2 separate regions of the Sus scrofa genome follow, and region 1 is linked to region 2. A link is a contact called in public Hi-C data. All regions are on one chromosome and are shown on one strand. Each heading gives the region's core, a stretch centred on a gene start, on an enhancer-like site or on the middle of the called end of the contact. The rest is flanking DNA. Distances are from core to core; before and after follow the strand shown. Region 1 overlaps GRHL1 (grainyhead-like protein 1 homolog). Region 2 holds the start of CYS1 (cystin-1).

Region 1 (3,918 bases), core at 114-2,613, 73 kb after region 2:
AGTGAGGGACCTCACCTCAAATCACTCGCAGAAACAAAAGGAGTTTGGGGCTGTCTCACGGAATTTTTTTTTTTTTTTAATGGCCTTCATTCTATATCTGGTCGGACTTCCTTATTCTGTGGATGAAAATCAGAGGCCTAAGGAAAGATGCGGACCGAACCAGGCAGGTGCCACTGGATGGCAGAGCGGGGACCACACTCGGGTGCCTGCCAGGCCCCTCCCTGCGCTTACACGGCTCAAGCTGCCCTCCCAGGAAAATGCGAATGGAGCAGGTGGAGCCGAGACGCACCAGGAGAGGGCCTGCCAAAAAGGGAGGGAAAAGCAGAGCCGGGCTGCCTGAGACAGAGCGTTCCAGGGGAAGTAAATCTAATCTGGAAAAGCCTGATCATTCAGCTCCGAGGAGTTTAGATTTTAGGTTGCAGATATCGGGGAATCTTTGCAGATTCTCCTGAGACAAGGACGCTGTGATTAGTGTGTGGCAGAGACCAGAGGGAACTCCAGGACCTACAGGTAGGAGAACCAGCTGGGGACTTTGCAGACAATCCCAGCATACAATTCCAAAGGGTTACAATTCAGCAGTGTCAGCAGAAGGACGAAGGGGGGAGTGTTTACAGGCACGTCGGAAGAAAGACACAAAAAGATCAGAGTGATTGGCTGTCAAAGGCACAGTTACAGCGTGTTTGGTGCTGTGAGGTTCAGAGGTGAGCAAGAAAATGGTAAAATAACTGATAAGGACGTTAAGTGCTTGTTTTTGAGCAGAATCATCACTTCCAGGACAGAGGTCTGCCTCAGCTTCCAGCACATCACCCGCCGAGGATGAAGGCACTGGCAGAACGTTGGCAGAACACAGAATTAAAGAGGCGGTGGTGAACCCGCCTTCCGAGAGGCGGCCGTGGCCGGCGTGGGAGCAAGGCTGGCCCGCGAGGGGGACCAGACCCTCTACGTGGCAGAGCGCAGAGCGGGAAGGCTGCCAGGGTGGGCAGTCGGGGCTAGGCGGGCTGAGGAGGGTGCCCACGGGTGTGGGAAGCAGCAGCACCTCAACAGCAATGAGCACCCGTAGGGGCTCAGTTTCTAAAGCCCAACCTGCACCCCAAGGAGCCAGGGCTCCCTGGAGAAGAGGCCGCTTTCGGCTGGAGAAGGGAAAGCACAGGTGCCTGGAACACATCATGCCTGAAAGCGAGGACGTGCTGGGGGCAGGGGGGCATGCCCAGGGCAGCCAGGAGCAAGCCTGAGGGACTCCGCAGCCCTCAGGGCAGTGGGAGCAGAGGAAATGATGATGCTGGGTCACGGCGGATGGAAGACAATGGGCACGCGTGCGTCCATGCTGAGAGGAACGTGTACAGAAAGAAATGCCACGTCATCGAGGACTGAACCACTGACAAAGCTGCGAAGCACTTCCTCGGGGAGGAGCCTGGCAGGCAGCACCTCAGTCAAGCCATCAGCGCCCGAGTGCTGTCAGCAAAGGCCGGGTGAGGCTCCACTGGGCCCTCCTTCGCCCAGTCAAGGAAATTCCTGGGACAACTGGCCAAGCCTGGCTGGGGTGAGTGGACTGGCTGGTACCAGGGTCGCAGTGGTAACATCCTGACTTTGCTCCGCAGGAGAACATCCTTGTCTGTGGGTACAAACCACACACCAAGCTACTTGAGGATGAGGGGTCAGCAGTCGACTCTCGCACGGCTCAGGAAAAAGTCAGTTCTTTGTGCTGTCCTTACTCTTTTTTTTTTTTTTTTTCTTGTCTTTTTGCCTTTTCTAGGGCCACACCCGTGGCATATGGAGGTTCCCAGGCTAGGGGTCTAATCAGAGCTGTAGCCGCTGGCCTATACTACAGACACAGCAATGTGGGATCCGAGCTGCGTCTGCAACCTACACAGCTCACGGCAACGCCAGATCCTTAACCCACTGAGCGAGGCCAGGGATCGAACCCACAACCTCATGGTTCCTAGTCGGATTCGTTAACCACTGAGCCATGTCCTTACTCTTAAACATTTGAGATTGTTTCAAAGTAAAAAGAATTTACTAAAAGAAAACAAAACATAAATCTTACCCTTCACCCTCCAATTCTTCCGAGGTAATGGGAAGGACCTAAGACCAAAAAAAATAAATAAAAAATAAAAAACTGCTGTTCAAGCATAGGCTCAAATACCTCAGACCTTAAATGAATTCTTCCTAAAATGAAAATCCTTTTTCATTTGACCGATCTCACATAAAACCCTTTAGCTGTATTTTTTAAGGACCAGATGCTTAGGGGTGTCTTAAACTCCTCTGGCAAACTTCGGCCCTGGGCCGAGCCTGGCCCAGTGCCCGCTGAGGCCAATCTGGTCTTTACGGGCACACAGCCAAGCTCACCAATGACGCGGTGTCTACGGCGGTTTTGGCAGAGCCGCAGAGGCGGGCAGTTGCAACAGAGAGCACCCGACCCCCGCAAAGCCCCAAAGATCTACTCTTTGGCCCTTTACGGCACAACACTGCTGACCCCTGCTCAGCCCAAAGCGTCTCTAGAAAGGGAATACCCTGGTGGCGGCTTCCTCCAGGAACTCAGAAAGTCTGCAGGAAGCCGCACAGAAGGGCAGGGCAGACGCCTTTGGGGTATTTCTTAGATCTCAGCCTGGAGGGGATGCCCCACCCCACCCAGGCCTACTGAACTTTGGCTCCAAGCAGAGTGGGACTGCGGATTTGCTAAATTTCACATCAGTTGCCAAGACGTGGCCAAACGTGTGCCAAGGAGGATCCACTATAGGAAGCCATGAAGCCGCCCGGAGGCCCCTTTTGCCACTGAGGCTCCCGCCCCACGTGTTCCTTGGCTTCCCATCCTGTCCAGACCCACATAAGTTAAATTCACAAGATCACAGACTCAGACTCCAAGTCACGTTACTATTCCAGTGTCTTTTTTTTTTTAAGGCCACACCTGTGGCACATGGCGGTTCCCAGGCTAGGAGTCGAATCAGAGCTGCAGCCGCCGGCCTACACCACAGCCACAGTGACGTGGGATCCAAGCCGCGTCTGCGACCTACACCACAGCTCAGGGCCACGCCAGATCCGCATCCCACTGAGCGAGGCCAGGGATCGAACCCCCAATCTCATGGCTACTAGTCGGGTTCATTACTGCGGAGCCACGACGGGAACGCCCCGGTATCTTTGAAATGAGCTGAGACATGAATAAATAAGATCACCCAGAATTAAGCTGCCGGGCCTGGGACCGCGGTTCCGAGGCCACAGCGCTCACACACCTGACTGCAAGGACGTTGCGTGGCCCAAACCAGGTACTCCCAAGAGCTGGCCCTGACACTGGTCATGGATAAGACCGAAGCCCTTCTCTCTGCGCAGCCGTCCTTCCCTGCGGCCACCCTGGGATCCTGGTTACCTACGTGAGCGCCTCGCTGGAGGTTGGCGAAGTGCACGTCGGGGATGAAGAGGACCGGCTGGGTGTCCAGGTCAACGAAGGGCTTGAAGACCGTGACGTCCATGCGTTTGTGCGAGGGAAGCAGCGGCACTTTGACGTCAGAAACTTGAAAAAGAATGAGGGCACCACAATCAGAGCTTACACACACAGCCCGGCGGCGGCCGCCACCCGGCGTCTTCCTCCCTGTTTGAGAAACTTAAATTGCAGCAGAAGACGAGATACGGGCTGAGCTGCCGGAACGGAGAAAAACCACAGCTTGTGGGAAGGAGTGTGCCGTTTGTATTTACACAAAGATCAGCCGCGGATCTCCGCAAAAGCGGGAGAGACAAAGCCATGTGTCAACACATACGGTCACGCAGAAAACCTGGATTGGAAGCAAAGCATGTTTGGGTTTTGTCCGAAAAGCAAAAACACAATTCAGAAGCAGTTTCCGCTTGGGCCTCCGAACTAAAGCACCTGGACAGTCCGCTCCAATTCAGAACACGCCCCTTAACCTCGGCGCTTCATCTGCAGAACCC
Region 2 (4,204 bases), core at 1,684-4,183:
TGTATCAGCAATAATTGATAGCACGGTGGCTCTCTCAAGTTACCCATTCAGCATTAAAAATAGAAACAGGGCTTACCCACCTCACAAACGCTGTCTCATTTCTCATCTGAATACAAATACTCTCTTTCTGCATATTCATAATGACTTGCAGCTATACAATATCTGGCTCCTGTGTAATGGCTAGTGATGCATCGGAAGTGGTGGGAAATGACCGAGGGTCTGAGCTGGGGGAGATTTGGAGGGGTCGAGGAAAGGCATTTAAGGGGGACTTTGGAAGGCGATGGGGCTTGGCAGTCCAGAGCAGCGAGGGTGGTCCTCAGGCTTCATCTCCAGATGCCAGGCTAGTCCAGTGGCCAAGGAAAGCGTCGCTCAGGACACATTTCCTGCCAAAAGTATCAACAACCATAGTTCTCTCCCAGTCTAATGTGTTCATTGGAAGGCTGTTCTTATTTTCCAGGAGTTAAGCAGACGGCTCCCAAGCTGCGCCTCATCTCCCAACCTGCTCACCAGCCCCCACCCCGGTCATTGCATGAAGAAGTCCTTTAGCTGGAGAGGTGCGGCTGCCAGGATGCTTCTTTAAGAGGGATCAGACCCCATTCTCAATGTCCCAATATTCCTGGGACTTTGCCAACCCTTTGGGACAAAGGGATTCTTGTTTATTTCTAGAGACGGTCTTGGGCAGACTTGGTCCTGCGGGAAAGCTTAGATTGTTGGCTCGTCATGGGAAGCTTCTAATAAAATCAATCTGGATGTTTAGCACAAATCGGCAGATGCCAGGTCTCCAAATGGAGGTGATTTTAAATGCACTCTCAGAGTGGAATAAACACAGGCTTTGGCAGTTACGCTCACTGAAGCTGAGGGAGCCAGACGAGTCTGGGAAAACAGGATTGGAATCAAGAGTGGCCAGAAAAAAAACTATAGCCCTGGGAGGTGAACACAGGGAGCTCTGGTTATATTTAAACTATGAGTCACATGACTAGACTGTACTGAGGCAGAAGTAAAGCATGTTTTCCTTGAAATGATTCAACTTGGTTGAACTTAGTTCAGGAAAAATGTCTTTTCCCTATGAATGCTTTTTTCCCAAGCTTAAAGAGTTTCAAGATGAGATTTATTTTCTTAAAGAGAAATCTTCTATCAAGAGCTTCTAAACGAGACACATCTGTGGACTTGGAACACTCAAATGACACCAAATCATGCATTTGGCCCATCTCCTGTTTCTGGATGGTTAAGACACCACATCAGGAAAAAAAAAAAAAAGAAAGAAAGAAAGAAAGAAAGAAATAAAAAGAAAAAAAAAGACAAAAAGTGAAGAGGAATTGTAAACACTTCCTTGGTCTCTTGATAATAAAACGAATGGATATGAATCCCACATTTATTCCATTTTCTTGGGCATAAAGTTTTCAAAGCCTCCTCCTGAAGTGATAAATCAGTAAAACTTCAAACTTACCGTAGGGAAAAGCTTGTCAACATTTAACAATTATTCTGCAATCCTATCTGGATTCAGATTAAGGTCAAGATGTGATTAAACCCCATTTGAGCTGTGGCTTTGGAAAGGTGAGGTTTGTTTTTTGTTTTGATTTGTTTTTTGTCTTTTTTCCATTTCTTGGGCCGTTCCGGCGGCATATGGAGGTTCCCAGGCTAGGGGTCTAATTGGAGCTGCGCCAGAGCCGCAGCAACTCGGGATGCAAGCCGCATCTGCAACCTACACCTCAGCTCACAGCAATGCTGGATCCTTACCCCACTCACTGGGCGAGGCCAGGGATCGCACCCGCAACCTCATTGTTCCTATTCGGATTCCTTAGCCACTGAGCCACAATGGGAACTCCTGGAAAGGTGAGTTTTTTTTTTTTTTTTTTTAAGGAGGTGACCCAGGGAGAAAAAGAAATTAAGTCTTAAATAAAATGCAAGCACAACCAACAATAATATCACTGGTCTTGAATTAGAAGCTTTATCCTGCTTCTTGTTCTTATCTTCGGGCTGCTTCACTTAAATATAATGTGTTTATCTTTCTTTTTTACTATCCAATGACCAAAGGCTAGAAAGAATTATGATCAGTACCTAGTGGCTTTTTTTGGGCGGGGGTGGGGACCGCTTTTCCTGCCATCTTTTAAATTTTCTTCTTTCCCAAAAGTGGTTATGTCTTAGATGGGTGTTTTTTAATGAGGCTTGGCATTCAGGTGCCAGATCGCCTTTGGGGGCAGGAGAAGAGGAACAGGAAGCCCAGGGCCCCGCGCTGCCTGCTGCCGGCTCCCGCGTGCAAAGGCTGGAGGGGGCGGTCTGGTCGGAAGAATCGCCCCCTTCCTCCTTCCTTCCGTCCGGCCCCTGCCTGCGTGGGGGGGAGAAGGGCAGAAATGGAAGGGGGCGAGGCCGAGCACCTTCTGTATCTTACCCCATCCTCAGAGGTGTTTTTAGCGCCCAGCCCCTTTCCCCAGCCTAACATCTGGGAACGAGGAGGCCAAGCCCCACGGCCCTCTAGGCTCCAGGAGGGCCAGGCCGTGGAGTCCCCTCCATCCGCATCCCCATCCCAAGCAGGTCCATCTGTGCGCCGTGGCCTTGGGAGAGCCTTCCAGAAATGAACAAAAAGGGCCCGTGGGAGCCCAGGTGTGTTCAGTGCTCCCAGGCGGTAGCGGGGACCCGGAGGGGGCCCGGGCCAGCGGGGAGGCGGGAGGGTTCGCCGCGCCCCGGGCCCTCGCCCCCGGGTCTCAGCCCCCTCCTCCAGGCCGGGGTCATCCCGGGCTCTCCGGCCGGGTCCCCCGCCCCCCGCGCGCCCCGCACCCGAGGCTCGCCCCGCCCCCCGGCCCGGTTCGCAGCCCCGCCCCCGCCCGCACCCCAGACCCGGACTCTCGCTCCCTCCTCCGCCCGCCGCGGGCCGGGCCCGCAGCCCCGGCCCCGCCGCCCCCGCCTCCGGCGTCCCCGCCCCCGGGCCGCGCTCGGCCGGCGCCACGGGCCTGCTCGGCGGGCGCGCCATGGGCAGCGGCAGCAGCCGGGGCGGCCGCGCCCTGAAGCGGCTGCGCGGCGCCGACAGCCGGCCGGCGGGGCCCGGCGGGGCAGCCCCGGAGGGCGGGACGGGGCCGCCGGCCTCGGCGACCGCGGCGGCCCGGGAGGAGGCCCCGGAGGCGGCCGAGGGGGCGGCTGGCTCCGCGGCGCCCCCCGACGGCAGGGACGAAACCCTGCGCCTGCTGGACCAGCTGCTGGCCGAGTCGGCGGCCTGGGCGCCCGGGGAGCTGGCCCCGCGCGGCCCGGCGCGGCCCCGACCCGCCGCCGGCGCCGGGAGCCCGGTGAGTGTCGGAGCCCGCGGAGCCTTGGGGGCCGCTGCTCCGCTTCCTGCCCCGGAGCCCCCTCCCCGCCGGCGCCCTGTCCCCCAGCCCCCTTCCGCCCGCCGCCGCCAGCCCCTGCCAGGCGCCATCGGCCTGCGCGGTGCCCTGTCCCAGGGTCGCCCACCGTCTCCCTGCCCCCGGAATCCCGGCGAGGTCTCTTGCCGCCTCTCCCTCCCCAGCATCCCCTCTGACTGTCTCCCTCTCTGCCTCCTCTGGGTGCTGATCAGACGGCCACCAACTTGGGGAGCGACAGGGCTGGGAGCCGCCTTGGAGGTCGGGGGACAGACCTCCTTCGGCAGAAATGCATCTCGTGGCCAGAGCGCGAGTATTTTTCCTTTGGAACTGTGGCTCCTTCCAGCCTAGGTGGGAGCTGGCGGGCGGGGGGCAGAGAGGGGACACTGCTTTTCCCTAGGTACCTTCCCCTGGGCCAGTCTCCCGGGCACGCTCGGAAGAGGGTGCCAGGAGGTGGGACCGGTAGCCAAACAGTGGTTACAAAGGCCCGGCGCGTCAGACACCTCGGCGTCTTTGCCTTGCAGTCAGGCAGTTCACATACGACCGGCTATTTTTAAGATGCTGTGCAGTCTCTCTTTGGCTTCTCTCCTCACTCTTCCAGGACGCTTGTAATAACATCCCTGCTGTTCTAGAAAAACAATAAAAATGAGCACTCTCGTTTGGCAGCAGTCTTCGCTCCTGCAGAGCTGAACGAACAAGATCCTTAATATCAGCTCCTGGGCTTGCGAGGATGTCCAAGCCAGCCCCCCCGCCCCTCCCTGGAGCCCCTCAGGCTTTGCTTAACAACTGCTGGGAGCCTGGGGGGGTGTCTGCTGGGGCAGCCACCAAGCAGTAGAATCCTGGGAGCTCCTCCTGCGAGGTGGGGGGAGGGCTGG

What was found. A called contact is a pair of places that touch in the nucleus more often than the background predicts.
Region 1: a Hi-C map of omental adipose tissue shows a contact between it and region 2, with 2.2 times the contacts expected there. The contact joins the enhancer-like site here to the promoter of CYS1 in region 2. A contact is called at or near these places in 3 of 5 promoter capture datasets (fetal liver, liver and skeletal muscle), 31 of 47 Hi-C or Micro-C datasets (adipocytes, adipose tissue, alveolar macrophages and 16 more) and 2 of 2 datasets of contacts at active chromatin or transcription factors (alveolar macrophages and skeletal muscle).

Annotation. Positions count from the first base shown.
Region 1 is chr3:126,469,443-126,473,360 of Sscrofa11.1, forward strand. GRHL1 (grainyhead-like protein 1 homolog) reads right to left here. Exons shown (of 16, transcript XM_021087852.1): 11 at 3,366-3,505; 12 at 2,045-2,082. Among named protein-coding and RNA genes, the nearest start is that of GRHL1, 40 kb to the right of the region's middle. Within about 2 kb of position 1,364, at least 4 of the 83 cell types and tissues checked have an H3K27ac peak or open chromatin away from gene starts, as enhancers often do. A contact at or near this core is called in adipose tissue and omental adipose tissue, where this site is marked.
Region 2 is chr3:126,395,369-126,399,572 of Sscrofa11.1, forward strand. CYS1 (cystin-1) reads left to right here and starts at 2,934. Exons shown (of 3, transcript XM_021087851.1): 1 at 2,934-3,278. The coding sequence starts at 2,967.